Regions from separate parts of the Mus musculus genome. Here region 2 is linked to region 1. The links are chromatin contacts, called in public Hi-C maps. All regions are on one chromosome and are shown on one strand. The core of a region is the stretch at or near the end of the contact, and the rest is flanking DNA. Distances in the headings are between cores, read along the strand shown.

Evidence for each region. Hi-C and Micro-C count contacts between places; a contact is called where the count stands out from the background.
Region 2: a Hi-C map of liver shows a contact between it and region 1, with 2.2 times the contacts expected there. The contact joins two enhancer-like sites. A contact is called at or near these places in 4 of 484 Hi-C or Micro-C datasets (bone marrow-derived macrophages, cardiomyocytes, embryonic fibroblasts and 1 more) and 3 of 115 datasets of contacts at active chromatin or transcription factors (embryonic stem cells and stem cell-derived neural progenitor cells).

The regions. Positions count from the first base shown.
Region 1 is chr17:45,808,488-45,815,793 of GRCm38.p6, forward strand. The region is part of intron 1 of Gm46607 (a long non-coding RNA gene); the gene reads left to right. Among named protein-coding and RNA genes, the nearest start is that of Gm35692, 17 kb to the right of the region's middle. Within about 2 kb of position 4,339, at least 14 of the 459 cell types and tissues checked have an H3K27ac peak or open chromatin away from gene starts, as enhancers often do. A contact at or near this core is called in liver, where this site is marked.
Region 2 is chr17:45,999,816-46,007,121 of GRCm38.p6, forward strand. No RefSeq gene overlaps it. Among named protein-coding and RNA genes, the nearest start is that of Vegfa, 29 kb to the right of the region's middle. Within about 2 kb of position 4,601, at least 72 of the 459 cell types and tissues checked have an H3K27ac peak or open chromatin away from gene starts, as enhancers often do. A contact at or near this core is called in liver, where this site is marked.

The DNA.
Region 1 (7,306 bases), core at 3,089-5,588:
AGGTGAGGGATGTGGGGGCGTGGCCAGATGCTGCCCTGATTGGCTTGGGGGTGGGGCCCAGGAAGGGTTGTCTACCTGCCCCACCCCTGAGTGGCTCTCTAACAAGTAGCCAAGAGCTGGCTTCTTGTCCTGGGAGGGGATGAGTCACCTAGCACCTCCCTGACCAGGTAAATGAGGCAGTAGGGGTGGGAAGCTGGGTGGAGGGGTTTTCTAGGAACATTCCTGGAAGGGAATCTGGGAATCGCCACTGCTGTGGGAACCACCTGCCTACCTGCCTGCCTGCACCTGCATCTTGGCTCAATACACCCTCCTCCTTGTTCTACCAGCTAGCCTCTAGGTTCACAAGGCAGGGCCCTTGCCTCCTTAGCCCAAGCCCATCTCCAGCCTGCTGCTACCACCTAGCCTGCCCAGCAGGCTCTCCAAGCTGTGGTTCCAGGAGCACACATATGCACGTGCTCCTAAGCACATGCGCGCGCGCCCACACACACACACACACACACACACACACACACACACATACACGCACACACACGTGCACTGTCACTACCACAGGCAGTCACACTAGCAACAGCACCTCCCTAGGCTTGTCTGTACACACACACACACACACACATACACGCACACACACGTGCACTGTCACTACCACAGGCAGTCACACTAGCAACAGCACCTCCCTAGGCTTGTCTGTACACACTCACACACATCCACACCATCCACACCCACACACCATCCACACCCACTCAGACATGCACATTTACACACCTACGGCTATAATACTGGTGTGTGTTTATTAGGACCCGTATTCCCAGTGCCTGGGAATGTGACTTTATATGGAAACAGGTTCTTCGGAGACTGCAATCAAGTTAAAAGGACATCTTACTGGACAATGGCTGGTGTACTTAGAAGGAGAAGAGAGACTTAGAGATGCAGAAGCACAGAGCTGCACACAGAGAGAAGTCATGCAAAGAGGCAAACTCGGGGGTGATGTGACCACAAGCCAGGGCCTGCCAGCAGCCCACTAGGAGCGAGGAGACGGTATGGAGCAAGCTTCCCTTAGCCTTTGGGTGTTCGGAGCATTAACCCTGTGTAGGCCTTGACGTTGGACTTCTGACCTCCTTGACTGTAGGAGGATATTTTTTTTTTTTTTTTTGATGTTTGAAGCCATCGAGTCCGTGGTGATTTGCATGGTACCCTAGATGATGTTGGTGACATTCTGTTTGGGGCTACGGTCTCTGTCCCCCGCTTTCTTGAAAGTGATTCAGGGCTCTAAAGATTCCCATGGCTCAGAATAGATCAGTTAGTGTGTTAGTTTTAGTTTTGCTTTGACCAAATATCCCAGGAAACCAGCTGAGAGTGGGGAAATTTATTCCGTTCATGGTTTCTGGGGTTCCTGTCCATCACAGAGGGGAAGGCATGACAGGACAGAACAGCGCCTCTGGTGGCCTTGACAGAGAAGGAAAATGCTCAAACTAGCCAGCCCCTTGCCTCCCTTTAAACCACACCCGGGCCTTTAGGCTGTGGGGTGGCACTGCCCACATTGCGGCACCTCCTTCAGTCTTTAGCCAATCCTTTCTGGAAATGCTCTCAGAGATACACCTAGGAGAGGATTTTAATAATCTCCTTGGTCCGTCTTAATCCAATAAAGTCAACGACTGAGATCAACTAGCCCAGTGATTTTAATCTTCTTCTTTCCTAGAATTCTTAGCCAGGGCCACTCTCTTAAAAGGATGGGCTGACATGAAATAGATCCAGAAATGGTGGTAGATTAACCCAAGGGAACACTACCCAGCCATGAAAAGGGAAGAGGGAGAGTCAGGAAGAGCTGACGCAGGGACAAACACCCTACGGTTCTTTTAATTTGAGTTCAAAGACACATAGAGGCTTGATAGAGTCTCCAGGAGGGCCGGAAACACCCTGTTTGACCTTGATAGGGAAGCTGACATATCCATCTGTAAAAATCCACTGAGTTGTGCAATTTGATACCCAGGAAATGGTTGACCCAGAAGCTATTGGGAGGTGTTTTCTGGTGACATCACGGTTGAAGGCTTGGTCTAGGAACACTGGGCCTTGGTTATCTTTTCGTGAATATAGGAGAAAACTCCGCTCGAGCGGAGAGTTGGCTGACTTACATACACACATAGGTGTACACAACTCCAGCAAGATGGCTCACTGGGTAAAAGCCTTTGCTGTACAAGCTGGCCATCCTGAAGTCTAACAGTGGGAGTAGAGAACAGACTCCTGAAGACTGCCCTCTGACGACAATTGCAGCGTGTGTGTGCCAACACTTCCTCATACATGCACAAATAATAATTAAAAAAAAATGCTACCTCTACCCAAAAGTACACACACATACACATACAAAAAGACCAACCTCATCAGTTCTGAAGAGAACAGGAAAAATCAAACCCCAACTGGTAAAAAAGAAAATATTTACTGAGCTGGGTATGTAACTGGGAGAGTTCTTGCCTAGCAAGCCTGAAGCCCTGCGTTTGATCCCCACCAATGCACAAATTGGGTTTGTGCAGCACCACCTGTAATCCCAACCCTTGTGGGGCAGAGGCAGGCGAATCGCTTCGAATTCAAGGTCGTCCTCAGCTACGTATTGAGTTAGAGCTAGCTTAGGTTACATAAAACCCCTCTCTCAAAAACAAATAACCTCCAATCTTATAGATTTTGTGATATGACACACAGCTGGTAGCTTTGAGGGGTGCAGGCTTCGTTACAATCAAATTGAGCCCCCGAGGAGCTGAGTGAAACCCGCAAGGCCACACAGGAAACTCAACAGAAGGGACCTGACACAGTCCCCTCAAGGATCCCAAGGACAAGGTGACCTCTTCCCTTCATGTAGGTTTAGGGATTTTGCTGCAGGAGGAGCCGGTATCTTCACTAATTTCCTGCAGTAGCTGGGAGGGGGCTGCTGACATGGCTACCCCTGTTCCATCCCACCCTAGGCTGAACACAGGGCCCCTGACATGGTCTATCACAGTCTAGGATAGTCCTTGTGGTTCTAGGACCAGAGGTGAGGAGGTAGTGGACGGGGGTCTGGATGGAAGGTCATTGTCTCTGCATTGGCGTTTCTGGGATCTCGGGGTAGTGGGGTGGAGGGGGTAGGCATCCTCCTTCCTGGCCGGGCCCTGGTAGAGCCACATTGCTTGTGAGTTCTTTGGACCCTGCTCTTTTCCAGGAGGAACAGCTGAGACAGGGGCTCCATTTGAGGACATGGGGAGGATCAGAGTGCGGGGTGGCTCAGCTCTGTCCAGGAGTGGGTGTACCCTGCCTCGCTGGCTTCACTACCTCGAGCTGTGTCATATGATGGGGCCTGAGGTGACAGGTGTAACGGGAGATTTTCCTAGCCAGCCCTCTGATTATATTAAGCTCCGTGTCCCCTGCTTCCAGGACTCTCCCTCCTGCCCTAGGGACTCTGCACTTGGACTAAGGAATTGTCACTTGTACCCAGCCCTACCCTCCTAACGTGGAGGCATGGGCTTAATGAGGTCAGTCCAGCAGGTAGGGTGGGGACATGGAATATTTAGGCTCTGGCAGCAGAGGTGCTGGCACGGCCTCATCACCCTCACAGTAACCGCCCACGCATCATCCAGGCTCACAAGGGCACAGGAATAGCAACTGAAATATGCAGCTTATACAGCCACCCCGTGGGTCCCCAGGCAGCCTCAGGGGTCCCCAGGACTCTACCATCAATCACCCCATAACCTTGCTCGGGGGCCCACATCTGCACCTCAGCCACCACCCAAGCATCCGTGCATGCTTGCACACCGGTGTACCTGCATGGAGGCCACCCACCCCTGTCTTCTATTCCCTCTGAGCCCCCGATCTGTGGCTGAATTGGAGAGCATTTGGGGGACTTCAAAAGGAATGAAGTCTAAGGCTGTACGCCTTCTCTATATAGAGAGAGCTCAGATCCTATGGGCTCCCTATCCTTCCACCAGTGGGACTTACTGCCCGGGGCAGGGAGGAGGCCCTGAAAACTCTGCCTTCTCCCAAGGGTGGGGACAGAGGCAGGTTTGGGGTTATTAATAACCGTGCTTCTGACTGGAAAGGCCTGTGCAGAAGTCCCTGCCATAGCCAATTGGAGAAGAACTTTCCAGGAAAGCAAGCTTTCCTCTGGTTCCAGGATTATTTCCACTCCTGACTTCACCTCTTTGGTGTGTAGGGCTCTTGCCAGGCTCCACCAACTGGCCGACGGGCTTGCTGTCACCTGGCAGCTGGCATCCACCTTGGCTGCCACCCAGAGAAGGTCACACTGCATGTGGGTTGTGGGGCCGGCATCGGGGCTATTTTCTCTGTCATGTGGCTCTGTGCCTCCTCCCTGCCCAGACTGGAGCCTGCTGTGTGAGAGTGCATGGCCTGTCCTGGCCCACCTACTCAGGGCATCGGGACATTGTCCTGGCACCTTGCTCTGCAAGGGCAGGCAGCTGACAGGCACTGGGGCCAGAGAACTGAGGCAAGTTGATCGTCTGGCTCTTCCTGCCTTTGTGACCTTGAACAAGCAGGACTTGACTTCTTTGTGGCTTGATGTCACATTTGGTAAAAGGGCTCAGCCACAGTTAGCTTGCAAGGGCTAGACGTGAGCAACTGTGAGGGGCTGCCAGGGAAAGGGTTCATATCTGGCTCAGTCACCTTTCTCATCTGTGTCACTACTGTGGCTGTCTCCAACACCTCCACCATTAACCCCACACAGTACTGTCACCAGCACCTCCCACCTCTGTCTACCATATCCATATGGCTGAGACAACTGCAGCTACTCCACGTTGCTACTCCACGAACACCAGCCCACAGTTGCTATGGCCAAGGTCATGTGAAATGAGGCCTGTCATGTGATTCTGCACCATTGGGAATGGTTTATATAGTCCTGCTTCCTTCCAGTCCAGCTGTGAATCTCATACCGTTTCTTTCATTGGCCCATGAAACATGTGACCCAGCTTCAAGTGTCCCCACCAGTGGCTGTGGTTATGTGTGTGTGCACACACATGCTCACACTCACACACTCATAGTTAAAACTAGTATTCAAAAATCACCCTCTACTTATTTATTTTAAAATTTTTGGAAGTTTATTTGTTTTATTTTATATATATGAGTGTTTTGTTTGAATGTAAGTCTGTGCAGCACTTGCATGCCTGGTGCCCATGAAGGCCAGAAGAGGGACTTGGAACCTCTGGGACTGAAGTGATGGATGGTTGTGAGCCACCATGTGGATGCTGGGAATCAAACCAGAGGTCCTCTGTAAGAGCAACAAGTGTTCGCTCTTAATCACTGAGCCATGTTTCCAGTTCTATTTCACTAACTTGTTTTTTTTAGAAAATGTATCACTATGTAGCTCTGGCTAGCCTGGAACTCACTCTATAGACCAGGCTGCCCTCAAACTCACTGAGATCCATCTGCCTCAGCCACCACACCCAGCTTTCAATCTCTTTTCCTTGCCCACACACAGGACAGGTTCTGCCATTGGCGGTATGACCTTAGACAAGTCACCCTGTCTCTTTGTCATAGGACACCATGTGCCCTCGAGGCACAGTGAGGGGCTCCTGAGATGGGGGACTTCAGGACTCAGAAGGGACAGAGGGACAGCTTTGCTCGCTGGCCTCCAGGCAGCTCCGTAGCCTGGTGTTATTATTGGTTTTCCCCTCTTGCCTGTTTGGCATGAGACTTTGCCCTTCCAGTGAAAATTGAAACTAATGACCATGTTCTCATCTCACATGAAAGTCTGTGGAGAAGGCAGGTGTCTCCTATCTGCTCTGGGAAGGTGTCCTTGCACACTAGGTAAGAGTCAGGTTCTGGGTAGAAAGGGCCAAGCAGAGAAGACAGCCATCTAGAGCTCAGCATGAATCCTAACCTCGACAGCCGAGCACCTGTGAGCAACTGCCTCATCTGCTCATCTTTGAATGCCCTGTCTCAGTTTCTCTCTCTGCTTGGTGGGTCCTGTGCCGGCCCCCAAGAGGCTATTACCACTGGCTGGTCGACCCTGAACTATGGACAGCCAGAATAGCCTTTGGGTTCCCACCCTTCCCGGCAGACTAAGACAGTCCTGGCTTAGCCTGCTTCTCAGAGTGGGTGAAAGAATCGGAGTGGTGGGAGCTGCTGCAAGCCCAGAATTGAGCCCCGGGCAAGTTACAGGAGCAGCTAGTAAAGATTAAGCCCAAGCCAGAATCCACTTAGCCGGACCTGAGAGGGTGTCCTGGAACTGGGTGGGGCTGAGGTCAGAGGGGAAGATGGCCAAAAGGCCTCCACCCACAAGTCCATCCCGGGACTCTCTCCTGCAAACAGCATCATCTGGAGCAGGGCCGCTGCAGCTGGAGGAGGTGGGAGGGTGTGGCCTACGTGCGCTCAGGCTTTCCCAGGCTCCCCCAGCTCACTGATGTCCCTGCAGCTGCAGCCACCCAAAGATTCCCTCCACCTCCCTCCAGCGGTGGTGCCCCGGCCGTGAACTCTCAGGGAATAAACAGGGGCAGAGCTTGCAGAGTGATGAGCACGACAAACCGCCCCCCCCCCGACAATGTAAACTCCCCAGATATATTTATGTTGTCTGGTCCTGGTCCGGGGTCCTCTGTCCGGTCCAGAGGTGTCACACCATGCGAATGTCACTTGTACAAAGAATCTGGGCTCTTCCACCTAGTGGTAGGAGAGGCAGGGAGAGACTCAGAGCATCGTGGGGGTGACTGGAGCTGGGAGCTCAAGGTGGGTGCTGCAAGCTAGAGCCTGGCTCTGCCCGGAAGGAGCCCCCAACTACAAGCTAGAGTGTGGCAAAGAAGACATGGAGCAGGAATGAGTCTTGCTACAGTGTTGCCTGAACCGTGCCTCTAGACAGCTGCAGACTGGGATCTTAAGAGGATCCCTAGCCTGGACAGTGACCTGGGTCACTCTGTGGCCTTCCAGGGCCAGTCTTGGTCCTAGACTCTAGGGTCATATGGCCTGGGGTTCTGTCTAACTGACAAACGCCCCTCAAGACTCCAGTTCTTTCTTTACCTTTTAATTGCCCTCTCAGCTGGGCACCTTGCCAAGACTCTTGTTCATATTATCTCATTTAAGTCTCACACTGGTCGGAAGGCAGGAACCACCGTTTCCTCACGACCAAGGGGAGTCTGAGGAGTCAGACAGATGCCCTGAAGTGATGGAGGCGGAACCTTCCAAGTGTCAAAACTTCTTAGCCCTAGAGAGCTAGAGACGGATGACCAGGAACCCTGGTAAACTGTCTCTAGACTGTGCCAGAAAGCAAGAGAGGCCCGGTCCTGCCCTGAAGGAGCCCAGATTAAGTGGGACACAACCCCATCTGGGAGATCTCTAACCCTGA
Region 2 (7,306 bases), core at 3,351-5,850, 190 kb after region 1:
AACATCTCAAACAACAATGCAAAACTCGAAAGACAATCACCCAATGTTCAGATTCTCTAGGCATCCTTGGAGAAGGACGGTCTGTCCTGAAGTTAAAAGAAGTCCAATGCTGTCAGTCTGTCATGACTGCTGGGTGGCACAAAGACCAGCCAAACCAGAGGGAAGCATGGAAGCCATAGAACCCAGGACAGACAGACAGATGGTAGCAGGAGAAGAACAGGGCATCTACCTATGTATGTATGTATGTATGTATGTATGTATGTATGTATGTATGTATGTATCTATCTATCTATCTATCTATCTATCTATCTATCCAACTATGTATATATTGATAGATCTATCTATCTGTCTGTCTATGTCTTGATTGATCTATCTATCTATTGATTGATCTATCTATATATCATGTATTCATCATCAATCCACCTATCAGCTCTCTATCTATAATCTATCCATCCATCATCTATCTATCTATCCATCTGTATATTATATATCTTTCTATCGTCCATTATCTATCTATCTTTCTGTCATCTTTCTATCTATCCACCTATTATCGATCTATCTATCATCTACCCACCCATCGTCTATCTATCCATCTATCCATCCACCATTCCCATCTATGCATCATTTATCTGCCCATCCATCTATTATCTATCATCTATCTATCCATCCATCTATTACCTATCATCTGTCTATCTATCTATCTATCTATCTATCTATCTATCATCTATCCATTCATCTACCTATTAGCTATCTAACTATTAGACAAGAGTATTTGAGAACATGCCTCATGTAACTTGTCTCAAATTTTCTATGTAGCTGAGGATGGCCTTGAACTTCTGATCCTCCTGCCGCCACCTCCTGATTGCTGGGATGGCAGGAACCATCTTTGGAATTATTTTTGAAGTAGAGAAAACCCAGGGAATGCAGGTGACTTTTCTTATAGAGGAAAGAACCAAAGGAACACTCCCCATGAAAGAAATGCTCCTCATGAAAAGAGTTCTCCCTGTGGAAGGAGTGCTCCCCGTGAGAGGAGTGTGCTCCCTGTGAAAGCTGCATCCTCTACTACCATGCAGACGATGGTGCCATTGACAGGTTCCAGAGAGCCATGGGTGCTGGAGGGACACCAGCTCTGACAAGCTGCCCTTGATAAGAAAGCTCTACACATGTGTGTGTGTGCATGTGCGCACACACACACCATTTTTTTTTTTTTAGCTATAGGTCTAAAGAGATGACTCAATGAGTAAACTACCTGCCTCAAAAGCATGAGAACCTGAGTTCAGAACCCAACACACACATAGAAGCTGGGCATGACTATAACCATACCCTTGGGGTAAGGGAGTTAGAGCCTAACAAATCCCTGGAGCACACTGTCCGGAGCATGTAGCCAATCAGCGGTGCTGGCTTCAGTGTGAGACAGAGTGGGTGCTTGGATCTGGCCGTGCTTGCCTGTAATCCCAGCACTATGGAGGCTTTGATCAGCCTGGTCTACGGAGTGAGTTCCAGTCCAGCCAGGGCTACATAATGAGATGCTGTCTTTAAAGGGAGGTGGGAGAGAAAGGGGAGCCAGAGAGATGACTTAACCAGGGGTTAAGAGAACACTGGCTGCTCTTCCAAAGGACCTGGGTTCAATTCCCAGCATCCACACGGCAGCTCACAGCTGTCTGTGACCCCAGTTTCAGGGACTCAATCTACTCTCACACAGACACACATGCAGACCAAACACCAAGACACATAAAATTAAAATTATTTTAAAAAAATATGGAGAGTAAGAACAGAAGACACTTAATCTTGACCTTTACCCTCCACATACATGTACACATGTGTACCTGCAGTCATACATACATGTGCACATACACACAACTGAAAAGAATTCAAAGGAGGCTGAAATGAGGAAGAAAATGTGCCAGTGGGGAGCAGTCCCAGGTACAGTGCTTTGGCTTTGGGCTCTGCAGCCCACGTGCAGCCGGCTGGGCCTCTCCTTTGCACAGAGAGCCACCGGTGTGGCCAGGGAGAAAGCCCAGGAGATACCTATTCTTGTACTCCCGTAGACTCCTGCCTGCGTGTCTTCTGAGCAGCAAACGATCCACACTACAGAATTTTGGTATGGTTTCTTTTTTAACTCAAGGAACAATTTCTTCTTCTTGGAAGAAAAGTCCCAGCTGGGATCATGTGCAGAACCGCTTCCCAACACTATATTCTGCATTGGTCGTAGGCATTAGGCCCTGCAGACAAGCTTCTGCCGGGCCCCTGCAACTCAGGATAACACGGAGAATCTGTCTGTTGGCAGTCACAGAGGGACTATGCTGGGCAAAACCAACCTCTTCTCCCAGGGCCACCTCCTGCGAGGGTCCTACCTGTGGAGTTGATTTTTCTCATCAACCTGACACAGCCTACAGCCACCAGGAAAAGGGAGGCTCATTGAGGAATTGCCTAGACCAGATTGGCCTGTGGCATGTCTGGGGGCATCATCTTGCCTGCTAATTGATATAGAAGAACTCAGCCTACTGTGGGCAGTGTCATCCTTCAACAAACAGTCCAGAGCTGTATAAGAAAGCACAAGCCAGGGAGCAGCCAGGGATCCAGTAGGCAAGCAGCATCCTTCTGTGATCCCTACTCTGACTTTGCTCAAGGATGAGGGGCTGCAACCTGGAAGTGCAAGATGAAATAAACCCTTTCCTTCCCTAAGTTGCCTTTGATCATAGAGCTTGCCACAACAGCAGAAAGCAGCAAGGACATCACATAGGAACTTCCAGCCCTAACCCTCTTTGGGCTTCTGCTAGTCCTGGCCCCATGTCTGCTGCTTTCCGGGGCCTCTCTGACCCTTCCAGCCAGGCCCTCCCTCTCTTTGGTCCTTCTCCACCCCACACTACCCCAATGCTGGGACTAGAACAATGTCCTTGCACATGCTGGATGAGAGCAGGCCACCCTCTACCATAACCCTCTTCATATTTGGATACGGAGTATCACTAAGTTGCCAAAGCTCACATGGAACTCAGTCTTCAAACAGGCCAACCTTGAATTTACAATCCTGCTTCAGCCTCCTGAGTTACTGGGATTACAGGCCTGTTCCTACAAGGTCCAGAAGAAGGACCATCGGGGACAAAGAGTATTTACTCACAGGACAAACTGACTGACCGCTGTGGAGTTTAGATGTATCTGATACATGCAAGCCGTGGCTTGCACACATATACACACATGCACACACGCATGCACATGTGCACACACACTCAAGCACGAGCATAGATGTGCCCAGGGTCAGCCTCACTCTAAGGTGACATGTGAGCAAATACTTGAAGATGAGGAAATAGGTCCTGCAGATACACATAGAACATCCTAGGCCAAGGGAAACAGTGTGCAAAGATCCTGGGGCAGGAGCATGGCAGCTGCCTGTAGACTGGACTTGTTGCTCTTGGAAGGGATCATGTTGGGGGTCTTGAGATCACCATTATAAGAATTTAGCTTTTTCCTCCCGGAGGAGGGGGGACAAGAAAAATCACCAGGATTTGAGATATAAGGTGACCCAATGTGACTCTCCCATTCTTCATGATAGGAAGTGATAAGACACAGGTAGCTATCTAAGGAGGGATGACAGCAAGGTCTAGCTAGGCTGGGCTGGGAGCACAGGGATGGGGGATGCTCCTCTTTTTCCCGTCTGCCAGATAGGGCCGAGCCTTCTGAGGTCTAGGCCTCTCTCCCCGCTCCCCTCCACTCCCTGGCTTTCTCCCCATCTCCATTCCTGCTTGTCCCAGCTCTCCATTTGCCTTCAGCTTCACCCCACAGAGTGGGACGGCCCCAGTTTTCAAGCACTCTCAGAAAAAAAAAAAAAAGTGAACTGGACGGAAAGAAGTCACTGGGCCTGCCAAGAGGAGAGATGCAGATTACAGTGTCTGGTCCCAGCGGCTCACCCTGTAATCATCCTGGGTTGCAGGTGGACGGGACCTTAGGCCACGCCCCTGCAGGGCCAACACTGGCTCTGCTCCCAGCACCATCCTGATGCCTCACCTCAAGCAAGGAGGAGGCAGAGGACATTGTGGAGGCTCCAGCCCGGGCTCCAATGCTCTCCCATGTGAGAGCAGCTGAAAGGGATCTCCCGGGGTGTTAAAGTTTCCATCACTTCCAACAGGAAATGATGCCGTCCAGGACACACAGGGGATTTGAACCCAGGATGTTGACCGTATGCAAGATGCTGTTTCTTCCAGGTCAGGTCTGGGAATCAACCAGTAGGACAAGGCTTTGCACTCTCTACCTGAACCAATGTGAGAAAAAAAAAATGCTTTTCCACGGTGGTGACCTTAGCCCTGTATGTCTGAGGAGGACGTTTGGTCAGGACAATGTCTTCCCACTTGCAGGAGGAACAGCCCAGCTAGACCATTTGTCATAGCTCTGGCAGATAGGCAAGCTTGTGCTGTTTGTCACCCCACTCCAGCCTGCAAATAGTTCTTCCCGTTCTCTAGGAACAAAAGCTCCGTGTCAGCTTCCTGGGTCACCTGTCTGTCCGGGAACAGATCTGGCTGCCTTCCGCTGTCACGTGCCACGCGTGGCTGTGGCCTCCAGCACCTGAGTCATCTGTGACTCATTGCCCTCTACCCTTGGCTCAAGAGGGATGGGCCAAGTGGACTCAGCCCTGAATGGGATAAGACCAGCCTGATGTCCCTGGTGCAGACCTGGCCTTCCCTTCCCCCACAGTCAGATATAAGAAGAGCAGATCTCTCAAGGTAAAACTCACGTGAACGCACAGCTTCCTACCGAGCACCTAGTACAGATGTACCCACCCATCACTGCATGCCTTGGGTACCTGCCACCCACGCATGTGGGATGTGTTAGATGACCCCACATCCCAAGTCTTCAAAAGTCCCGCCTACCAGGGTGGGGCTGAACTCTGTTACCTCTGTCACTGGCCATGTGACCACACACACACACACACACTCTCTCTCTCTCTCTCTCTCTCTCTCTCTCTCTCTCTCTCTCTCTCTCTGGGCCTCCATCCTCCCTGATCTGCAACTCAAATTGCTAAAATCCTTTCTAGTCCTTAATCTAAACTGAGGCTTATTTAAATTATACTTATTTATATATATGTGTGTGTGCATGTGTATGTGTGCATACATGTGCTTGCTTGCACTCAAGAGAGAATGAGCACACGTGTACGTGCGCGCGTACACACACACACACACACACACACACACGCTTGTGCAGTTCTCTCCTATTATGTGGGTTGTGGGATCAAATTCAGATCATCAGACTTAGTGAGAACTGGTACCTTTACCCACTAAGCCATCTCTCCGCCCCTAAGCAGGGATTTTAATAAGGTGTTTACACACCCGTAATCTGTCAGGGACAATAAACCCAGGAACGTGATGGCAGAAGGGAAGTAGAGAGCGAAAGATGGAAGCATCCGCCCTCCACCCTTAGATATCACCACTCCTCCAAAACCAACCAAACAGTCTGGGGACGTGTCCCCCACCTCCCCACCCCCAGGGACATTACCACACATCTAACTGCAGTCAGGCAGCACAGGGCAAAGAGATCGGGGTCCTGGAAGACGTTTCGCCAAGGCAGGGTCCCACTAGAGCAACCACCTCCTGGGACAGACCAAGATGAAGTTCCACTGGGGCCACCTGACTGGGCTTCTTGAGGACAGGGCCTTTTGATGTGGACTCCCTAAAGATGGGGGTAAGTCTCCCTCAGACCAGGGTTCCCTAAGACAGGCTATGTCCCCACAGCAGACTCTCACAGTAAAAAGGGAACCCCTGGTCCATTTAGCCAGTCCCCAGAGCTCATGCTCTGTACTGTCTCCTCTGTCTCTCAGGAAGGGGTTAAGGCCCTCCCAGGGTGCAAGGCAGTTGAGAAAGCTAGGGAGGGAGTGTGTTTCTCCACTTGGCCTCAGTACTGGTTTCTCAATCCAGTGTGATTACTGGTAAAGCCAGACTGGCGCAGCCAGGCAGGCTCCTGAAGCCTAGAACCTTCTCCTCCTGTTGCAGCAGCCCAGACTGGCGCCTGGAGGCCCTCACCCGTGAGGGTCCAGCCCAAGAAGAATGAAAGCACAGAAGCCACAGCGCGGAACAGAAAGCCAGGTCTCATCTTAGAAAGGCTCCAGAGATGAGGGTACCCAGGGGTCTGCACCTAAGGGTACATGGAGAACTTTCAGAATCCTGCGTTAGGGTTTACATCGTCCCCGTCACCAAGATACTGTCTTTCAGATTTTTATCTGACAATAGCCTTTGTGAAAAACACATTTCATATGCAACCTAGACACACTCCTGCCACAACCGTTTCCAGACACAATACTGAGCCTTACTCTTTCCAGGTTCTCAGAGACTCTTCTATTCAGCTTGCTTTCACCTTTAAGAGAAACTATACCATAAGCCAATGGTAGCGGCACACGCCTTTAATCCCAGCACTAGGGAGTCAGAGGCAGGTGGCTCTCTCTGAGTTCGAGGACAGCCTGATTTACTGCATGAGTTACAAGGCAGCCAGGGCTAAAGAAGTGCACCCCCGTTGCCTGTCTATAATCTCCACATTCAAGAAGCTTGGGCATGGGGAGCTAGAGTTTGAAGCTTGGGCTCCACGGCAAGCTACAGTTTCACAAAAGGAAGAGAGGATGGAGAGGACCGTGGTAGTTACAAACTTCTAACTTAACTTCCTGACCCACCAACACATCACTGTTGGCAATTTGGGAATCGCTACCCTCAAGATCAGCAGGCTAGACAGACTGTCGTTATACAACAGTGGCACTGTGGCCCAGAAAGCAGATAAGCATTCTCAAAGATCACAGGGCTCAGGAGGCATGCATGCTTCCTGGGGAAGTAGTTCACTGTAAGTTAACAGAGCTTAAGAACTTTTCAAGATGGAGGACTGTGGAGTCAGAAGCACACTGGTCCGTGGGTGCCCTGAAGCACCTCAGGGTACACAGGGAAGGCATGTCAGGCAGAGGATGTGCTGGTTTGAGGGGTAACAGACTCCATGCTGAGGAAACTTCCAGTCTAAAGAGGCCCTGCCACTGCCCTCAGAACTCCTGGTTGGTCTCAGATCTCTTGTGCAGGCGGTAGTTGAAGCCATACCTAGAATAGGGACTGCCTGCATTGTCTGTACTGGGAACTTCACTGCATGGCAGGGTGTTGGGGGGTGGGGGATGTGTGCATCAAAGAGTCTGAGAAATTTACCTCAGGAGAAGGTCTAGGCATTGCCACCAGGAACCAGGAGCATTGCTAGACAAAGCACAGGCTGCTCGGTTAAGCTTGAATTTCAGACAATGAACTGGGCACTCTGGTGGTTTTATTTGCTTTATCTGGCAAGCTACCTCTGGGAC